Regions from separate parts of the Macaca mulatta genome. Here region 2 is linked to region 1. Evidence: chromatin contacts called from public Hi-C data. All regions are on one chromosome and are shown on one strand. The core of a region is the stretch at or near the end of the contact, and the rest is flanking DNA. Distances in the headings are between cores, read along the strand shown. Region 1 holds the start of FAM185A (family with sequence similarity 185 member A). Region 2 holds the start of PMPCB (peptidase, mitochondrial processing subunit beta).

Region 1 (3,836 bases), core at 739-3,238:
TGTGCCCCTGTACTCCAGCCTGCGTGAAAGAGTGAGTGAGATGCAGTCTCAAAAACAAACCCCCACAAGATTGTGGACAAATGGAAGTGGTATATGAAGAAAGTTTGGAAAATAAGGAATCACAAATGCCATCCTTGGCTGTCTATTTAAGATGTAACTGCAGGCATCTCTGTATACAAATTTTAAAAATTAAAAACACTGATATTTAATTTGGAATTAACATAAATATTGATGATTTCTCTTAAAGTAGACAAGACCCACCCCACCCCACTGGATTCCTGAAACCACAGATAGTACCAAATCCTATATATTCTATGTTTTTTCCTATATACATATCAATGACCAAGTTTAATTTATAAACTAGGCATAGTAAGAGATGAACAACAATAATAGAGCAATTATAACAATATACTGTAATAAGTTATATTACTGTGATCTGCCAAAATATCTTAATATTTTCCTACAACAGTTGAGGCAGGTAACAAACTGAGAAAGCCAAATGGTGGATAAGGGAGGACTACAGTATCTGCTATTTGGTGCAACTGTAAGCATTATAAAAGATGATCTTAAAAATGCTAAATGCTATTATTATTATCATCATCATCAATATCTTCCTTCAGTTGCAGGAAGAATGACAGTCTGGGGAGCCCTTCCTAGAAAAGTGTGTGTACACAGTGGCTTGCCATTTAGGAAATAACGCAGAACCCAAAAACCTAGGAAAGGTTATTTTGCAGGCATTATTATTGAAGTTTCCTAGGCAGGCTTACTATGTGTTTTTCTTCAAAGCTTGCTACTCATGGAAAACTTAGGCCAAAAAGAATGGAAACATAACAGTAAGAAGCTGGGCGCCTGTCTCAAACCAAATACTCAAACCAGGTGATAAACGGAACATCCTATTGACAGGGCTGTTTTGGGACACACCCCCAGGCTGTGAGTAAGGGGAAATGTAGATGGACTGCCATACCATTGAATGAATTGTCAAGAAACTTCAACCTTGAAAAATAAGCCAGTTTGCTAATGACAACGGGATAAAGGAGAACACAAGCGGCTCCAGAAATATAATTTGACCTGGATTATACCAAATCATGTTTCCATTCGATGTATAAAATTTCTATAACAAATTTTTAGTTAGGCAACCTAATTTTTAAATACTACTCGGATACTCAAGAATAGAACAGAGGAAAAGGTGCATTTCCGAAGGTGCCAACTGTAAATTAGGTTTAGAAAGCCAGGACCAATTAAAAGTGCAAGTCGACCAAATTTAGTAAGTTCACTGTGCGTGCCCTGGGACCCAAACCCGTTTTCACTTCATTTCACTTGCCAAACTTCAGGGGCGCGTTCACCTCCACGAACGCCTGGGGGTCGATAGTGTCAGACAAAATGGCCATCTCCTCCAGAGCCTCGTCGTACTTCACCTGCAGGCCGTCCAGGCCCCGCGCGCTGCCCTCCACGCCACACACCGCGACCAGCACGCGGTCGCCATCCGGGTAGGTGAGGGGGTCCAAGGGCCTCACGGCCAGGTGGCACGGGAGCCGCGCCCGCAGCCGACCGAACGGGCTCACCTGCAGCGTCCACTCCTTTAGAGTCCGGCGCGCCGGGCCAGGCGGAGGGACCTCAGCCTCCGATCCGGGCCAGGGCTTGCCCCGACCTGAGCCGTACGGCCTGGCTTGGCAAGCCCAGGAAGCCCAGCGCCCAGTGCCAGCCCACAATCGGACCTGACGGAGACAGAGACGGAGGCAGCCAAGCTCCCAACCTGAGCAGGGGGCAAGCATGGCGCGCCCCTCTCTCCAGTCCTTAGAACACTTCAGCTACAGGGAGGGTCACTTGCCACGGCCAATCGACTTGGCCACTATGCCGCCTCAAGTCAAATAGGAGACGTCTGTCAGGGTTTGCTGAAGCAAGAGGGAGCCGGTTCGCTTGACTAGGCAATTTAAACATCAGCCACGCAAGCCCCAGAGGCAAGTTGCAATTTGAAAGCTCTAAACTCTGACCCGGACTCCTAGCCTACGCCCGCCCCTTTCGCTAAGGCGGACGGGATAGGTAGTTGTAAAGGGGTGGAACATCGCAGAGCTCTGGCATCTTAGAAACCACATATCCCAGGAGGCAATGCGCAGGGGAGCCCGGGTAAAAGGGCATGTGTTAGACTCCCTGGGAAAGGCGGGCGCCCTTTGCCTCAAGACCATTGGCTATTGGAGGGGCGGTACATAGGAGTCCAACTGGCCAATGGAAAGCACGAAAGGGGCAACGTGGGTAAAGCTGCGCGGTCACCTTGGATACCAAGGACGCGACTTCTTGTTTGGCGAGGGTGGAGCTTCGAAGTGAGACCCAGGAGGCCAAATCCCAAAAAGCCTAAAATAAGGATCAGGACCAAGGGAAGGGGTAAGAAACTGCGCTTTTTAAGATGACAACTAGGTGCAAACTAGGAGTAACCTCTGTGGGTGTCAAGACCCATGCTTCACTAACCTAGTGCAGGCGTCTCCAGGGGATAGAGAATGCCTTGGCAAGAGAGTAAAGAGCCTTTACTCTTGGTGCTTTTTGAGGGAATTGCCTCTTTGGAAGTGTATTCCCTCCTATATTTCAAATATAGGAATAGAGTACTGGCTCCTTCCTGACCCTAAGTGACCTTACTCTTTGGGTTTTAATTTGCTCACTTTAAAAATGAAGATAATAATACTTGCCTTGCCTTGCCTCAAAGGGTTTTTGTAAGGATCAAGTAAGAAAATGGATGGGAACGTGGTGCACAGTCTACAAAATTACCGTGTAAAGTACTGCATTTTTATTTCAACGTACTTAACATTGATTCTGAGTTACCAAGAAAATTATGAGAGATCAGAACTTGTTTTGAGAATAGCATTGATCTCTTTGACTACAAATGATCCTCAGTTTTAGAGTGTTTAAAAACAAAACAAAAAAAAGACACAAAAAAGGGAGTTACCATGGTGCGGTGGAAAGAACAGGGACAAGGGTCAGATTATTTTCCTGGCTCTGCCACTGCTTCATCTGTGTCACCTAGACCTGTTTCTTTAGTTTTAAAATGAAGAAAGATGGTTCTCAATGACCCTACAAGGGGTGTGTGTGTGTGTGTGTGTGTGTGTGTGTGTGTGTGTGTGTGTGTTTACCTTGTATAATTCTATGGGAAGTAAAGTAATGGGAACAGAAAGACTTATTTTCTTCTTTCCTGCCTGGTTTCTCTCTCCCCTTCTGTGCCGCTACTTCCTCCTAAAATTTATTCCCTAAATTATTTAGCCAAGACACCTGCAAACACTAACGTTTCATAAAATGCAAGTGCCTTAAAAAATTGAAGCTCTTGCCCAAGTACAATGACTAGAATTCCTGGGGCAATCGTGATAGACAGACTGGGCTAACGCCCTCCTGGGTACAAGTCTAAGGTACTCTGCCAGCCACTATCTTTTTAAAAATTCAGTGTTTTCTTAAGTTATGATTGCCTCTTTTCTGTCTTTCTAGTCCTTCTTCCCTCCTCATTCCTCCTTCAGTGAGGACTGACTCATTATAGGTGCTAGCTCAGGTTCAGCAAGGGCCCACTGCAATAGTTCTATTCTTGCCTTTGTGTTTCATTGGTTATAATTATTCAAAATAATCTTCAAACTATTTTTTAGTGAAAACTGACAGGTGTAACTTTGAAAAGAAATTTGAAAAAGGCACTGGTTTAAGGAAGTTGAGAATGTACTCAAATTTTCTGTAGAGGCACTAGACATTTTTAGATTAAATATTAATTCTTAATAGATAATTCTGTTTATATAGTAATTTTTCCTTTTCTGAGACAAACTAAGTTAATGGAATTGGCAACTGAACTATAATTTTCTATGTAGCATAAT
Region 2 (3,836 bases), core at 723-3,222, 460 kb before region 1:
TTTCTGACAAGTGCTTTCTGGTCTTAACACTAAGATTTTCTTGATCTGAGTGAATTAATAGTTCATTCCTATGAACCATGAGATTTAAAAATTTTGATCAGGATACTGCTGGGTGCTACAAGTATCTACCTGCCACCTTCACTGAGGATTCTTTGCCCAACTCATTAACCCAGCCAATTAATAACCGTAGTATCAAGAACATCAGAAACTGTCAGAAAACTTTGGTTGAAATCCTGGCTCTGTCACGTATTAGCTAAGCAACCTGAACAAAACCATTTAACTTCTCCCACTTCCTTAACTATAAAACAGGTGTGAGGACGCCCACTACAAAGAATTGCTTTTTAGCAAATAAGACATCAGTAAAAACACCTGGCAGAGTAGCCCTGCAAATATACCTCTTTCATTATTATCAATACTACTAACAATAAATAATCCATAATAAGCTACAAGAACAAGATGCAGACAAGGCAACAGGATCCATATGCACCCTGTAACTAAGTATCACTGGAACAAAAGGTTCACAACTCATGGAAATCTGTCAAGGCAAAATAACTGCCACCCTTTTTGAACCACCAGCCAACAAAGAAACTAAAGACTAAAATCAACAATTTGCTACACTAAATGAAGGGTCACTTAGAGAAGGTTGCCTGAGTCACTTACTGTGCATGTTGAGAGCCCAGAGTCTTCCGAAGCCACTCTGAGTCCGCTTTCTAAACATGTTACTCTTGTTTCAGGAACATTCAGAACAACTTGGGTAGCAGCCTGTGTACTTCGTAATCTGTTCTCTCCAAAATATAATGACTGGTTGGGGGTAGGAAGTGGAAGAGACAAAGCAAAACGCATTATCAATCTGATATTAAATGTTGACTTTAAAACCAAATCTATGTTAAACAGGCTCTCTCTATAAAAGAATCTTTCTTCTTGAATTTTGGTTCCACTGGGATCTCTGCCTGGCCTAGAAACGTGTCACCAGCCACTGTCCTAGAGCCAGCAACGTGATTATAAACATGCCCTTTCCTCAGGGAAGATGAGCAGTTATTATCATTACCCAGAGAGAAACTGACTTTATTTCACTACCTCTCCTAGAAATGTTTTATATTCATTATGCAGAAAACAAGCAGGGAAAAAAAAAAAAAGGAGAGAAAAGATGTAAAACTACCTACACACAAGACAGAACTGACACTCGGGTTTTCATTGTTCAAGAAAAGCAACAGGGTTTGGAAATGGTTTTTAAAAAAAAAAAAAAAAAAAAGAGGATAGGAAGATGGGCCGGATTCAAAATGCACCTGACTGGCTTGTCGGCCAGGAACTATTCGTCTTCCAGCAGTTTTTATTTGCCCTTATACAAAAGTCTCACATCTCTTTGCTGAAAGTCAGAGGCTCGCTCATGAGAAAAATGCAAATACATACAAAATTTTACTTCAGCGATGTCCAGGTTAGCGGGAAACCCAGCTGAGGACGAAGTTCAGTCATAGGCTAAAACAGAACTCTGGAGCGGTAACCATATTTCACTTTTTAGTTTCCCCCAATTTGCCAGCACTACGTTTTTAGTGGTCAAACATGCACTCCTCAGTAGCTGGCGGGAGGAGCCGAAAACCAGGGTCATCCCACACGTCACTAGCAGGTCTCCTGGCGGGTAGCCACAAGCCAGCCACCCCGGCCAGTTCAGCAGCCCCAGGCCGCCTGGCGCCCAGCGGGTCCAGGTCGAGGAGGCCCTCCCCGACCCCGCTGTTCGGATCTGTAGCGCCGACTCTCAGGTGCGCTGCGCCGGGTGCCGCGAGAGAGGCCAGAGCCCGCCCGACTGGGTCTGGCCCCAGGCAGCGCCCAGACAAACAGAGGGAAGCTCACCCGTCCCGCAGCGCCGCGGATCAGGAGACTCTCGCTGAAACCCCAGAGCCGCCGCCGCGCCGCGGGTAACAACATAACTCGAGCCGCCGCAGCCGCCATTTCTGCTGGAAAGAAGGCGGAGGATGGAGGATGTGCTTCCGGGGTCGCGACCTGAGGTCCCAGAGCAGGAAGGCGGCCTCCACCTTGTGGCCGTGATGGGAATGACACTCCTCGAAGCTGTCGTGAAAGGAATGAGGGCTCGACCATGATGCTGAGCGGTCTTTACCAAATGAATTGGGGAGTCTGTAGAAGCCCCTGTATCATCAGTTATTTTGTTGATGGCCTACTAACTGCAAGGCACAAATGCGGTGGAGTGAAAGATAATCTATCTCACTGGTGGATGGAATTGATTGAAAACAGTGGAATAGGCTGGGCGCGGTGGCTCAAGCCTGTAATCCCAGCACTTTGGGAGGCCGAGGCGGGTGGATCACGAGGTCAGGAGATCGAGACCATCCTGGCTAACATGGTGAAACCCCGTCTCTACTAAAAATACAAAAAACTAGCCGGGCATGGTGGCGGGCGCCTGTAGTCTCAGCTACTTGGGAGGCTGAGGCGGGAGAATGGCGTGAACCCGGGAGGCGGAGCTTGCAGTGAGCCGAGATCACGCCACTGCACTCCAGCCTGGGAGACACAGCGAGACTCCGTCTCAAAAAAAAAAAAAAAAAAAAAAAGAAAACAGTGGAATAATATCCACAAGTCACTGCCTTTAAAGGAAAAGTCTACTGGGAAAGACAGATGCGGTGAGGGGAGGAAAAGATGTATCCATGTTGACCCCTATTCACTCTTCGAACCTCTACAGTATGGCTCATCCCATTCCATAGAAATTGCCCTTGGTAAGGTCACTAACTGCTAAAAGTTGGACACTTTACAGACTTATGTTACAGTCCTGTTGGAGGATTTTGCATCGTTGGCTTCTTTGAAATTCTCTTTTCTCAATATATTCTAGAGCTCCACCTCCTCGTAGTTCCCTCTGCACTTTCTTGGACTCCTCCTTATTCATATATATATATATATATATATTTTTTTTTTTTTTTTTTTTTGAGAGGGAGTTTCACTCTTGATGCCCAGGCTGGAGTGCAATGGTGCAATCTCGGCTCACTGCAACCTGTGCCTCCCGGGTTCAAGCAATTCTCCTGCCCCAGCCTCCCAAGTAGCTGGGATTACAGATGTGTGCCACCACGCCTGGCTAATTTTGTATTTTTAGTAGAGATGGGGTTTCACCATATTCGTCAGGTTGGTTTCGAACTCCCAACCTCAGGTGATCTGCCCACCTCAGCCTCCTGAAGTGCTAGGATTACAGGCGTGAGCCACTGCTTCCAGCCCACAGATCTCTCAAGGAACTAAAAATTGCAAATGTTTTTCTAACTCAGGTAGGTGCTGTTGTGCTCATTTTGCAATTAAGACACTGAAGTCAAATAAATAACTTGCCCCAGGTTACCCTGCTAGTAATAGGTAAACTCCAAAGACTGTGCTGTGAAACACTACATTTTGCCCTAAAAGTTGGCGTTTGCCAGGACTCGAGTCCTCTTCTACTGAACAGTCTCCCTCTGGGCTTTTCCCTCCACTTCAGGACCTGTCTGCCCAACCCAGGCCTTTCTCTTGAGCTCCAGGCCCACTTAACCATCAACTACTAGGAAACTACACTTGAATATCCCATTGGAACCTCAATATTAACTTGTCCAAAAGGGAATTCACTGTGGCCCCTGAATCTCTTCCCATATTTGCAATGCTAAACAGCCAATCATACCTCCATTCACCCAAAAATCCAAACCACCCGGAAGCACCTCTCTTTTTCCATCTTCCACGTTCAACTGATACACCCCTTTCCTGCCCCTTCAATCTACTCCGGGTCCATTGTCAGTTTTTTCACATTACTACCTATGGGATCTTTTAGAAATGCAACTATTACAGCAGTCCCATTGTGAAGAATCCACCAGGGGGCCCTTGGT

Evidence for each region. A called contact is a pair of places that touch in the nucleus more often than the background predicts.
Region 2: a contact with region 1 is called in a Hi-C map of fetal cortical plate, with 4 times the contacts expected there. The contact joins the promoter of PMPCB here to the promoter of FAM185A in region 1. A contact is called at or near these places in 2 of 14 Hi-C or Micro-C datasets (fetal cortex germinal zone and fetal cortical plate).

Annotation. Positions count from the first base shown.
Region 1 is chr3:142,436,172-142,440,007 of T2T-MMU8v2.0, reverse strand. FAM185A (family with sequence similarity 185 member A) reads right to left here and starts at 1,988. Exons shown (of 9, transcript XM_028846143.2): 1 at 1,322-1,988. The coding sequence starts at 1,772. CCDC146 (coiled-coil domain containing 146) reads left to right here and starts at 2,279. Exons shown (of 17, transcript XM_077997122.1): 1 at 2,279-2,379.
Region 2 is chr3:142,897,664-142,901,499 of T2T-MMU8v2.0, reverse strand. It overlaps PMPCB (peptidase, mitochondrial processing subunit beta), which reads right to left and starts at 1,972. Exons shown (of 13, transcript XM_028846146.2): 1 at 1,849-1,972; 2 at 661-801. The coding sequence starts at 1,947.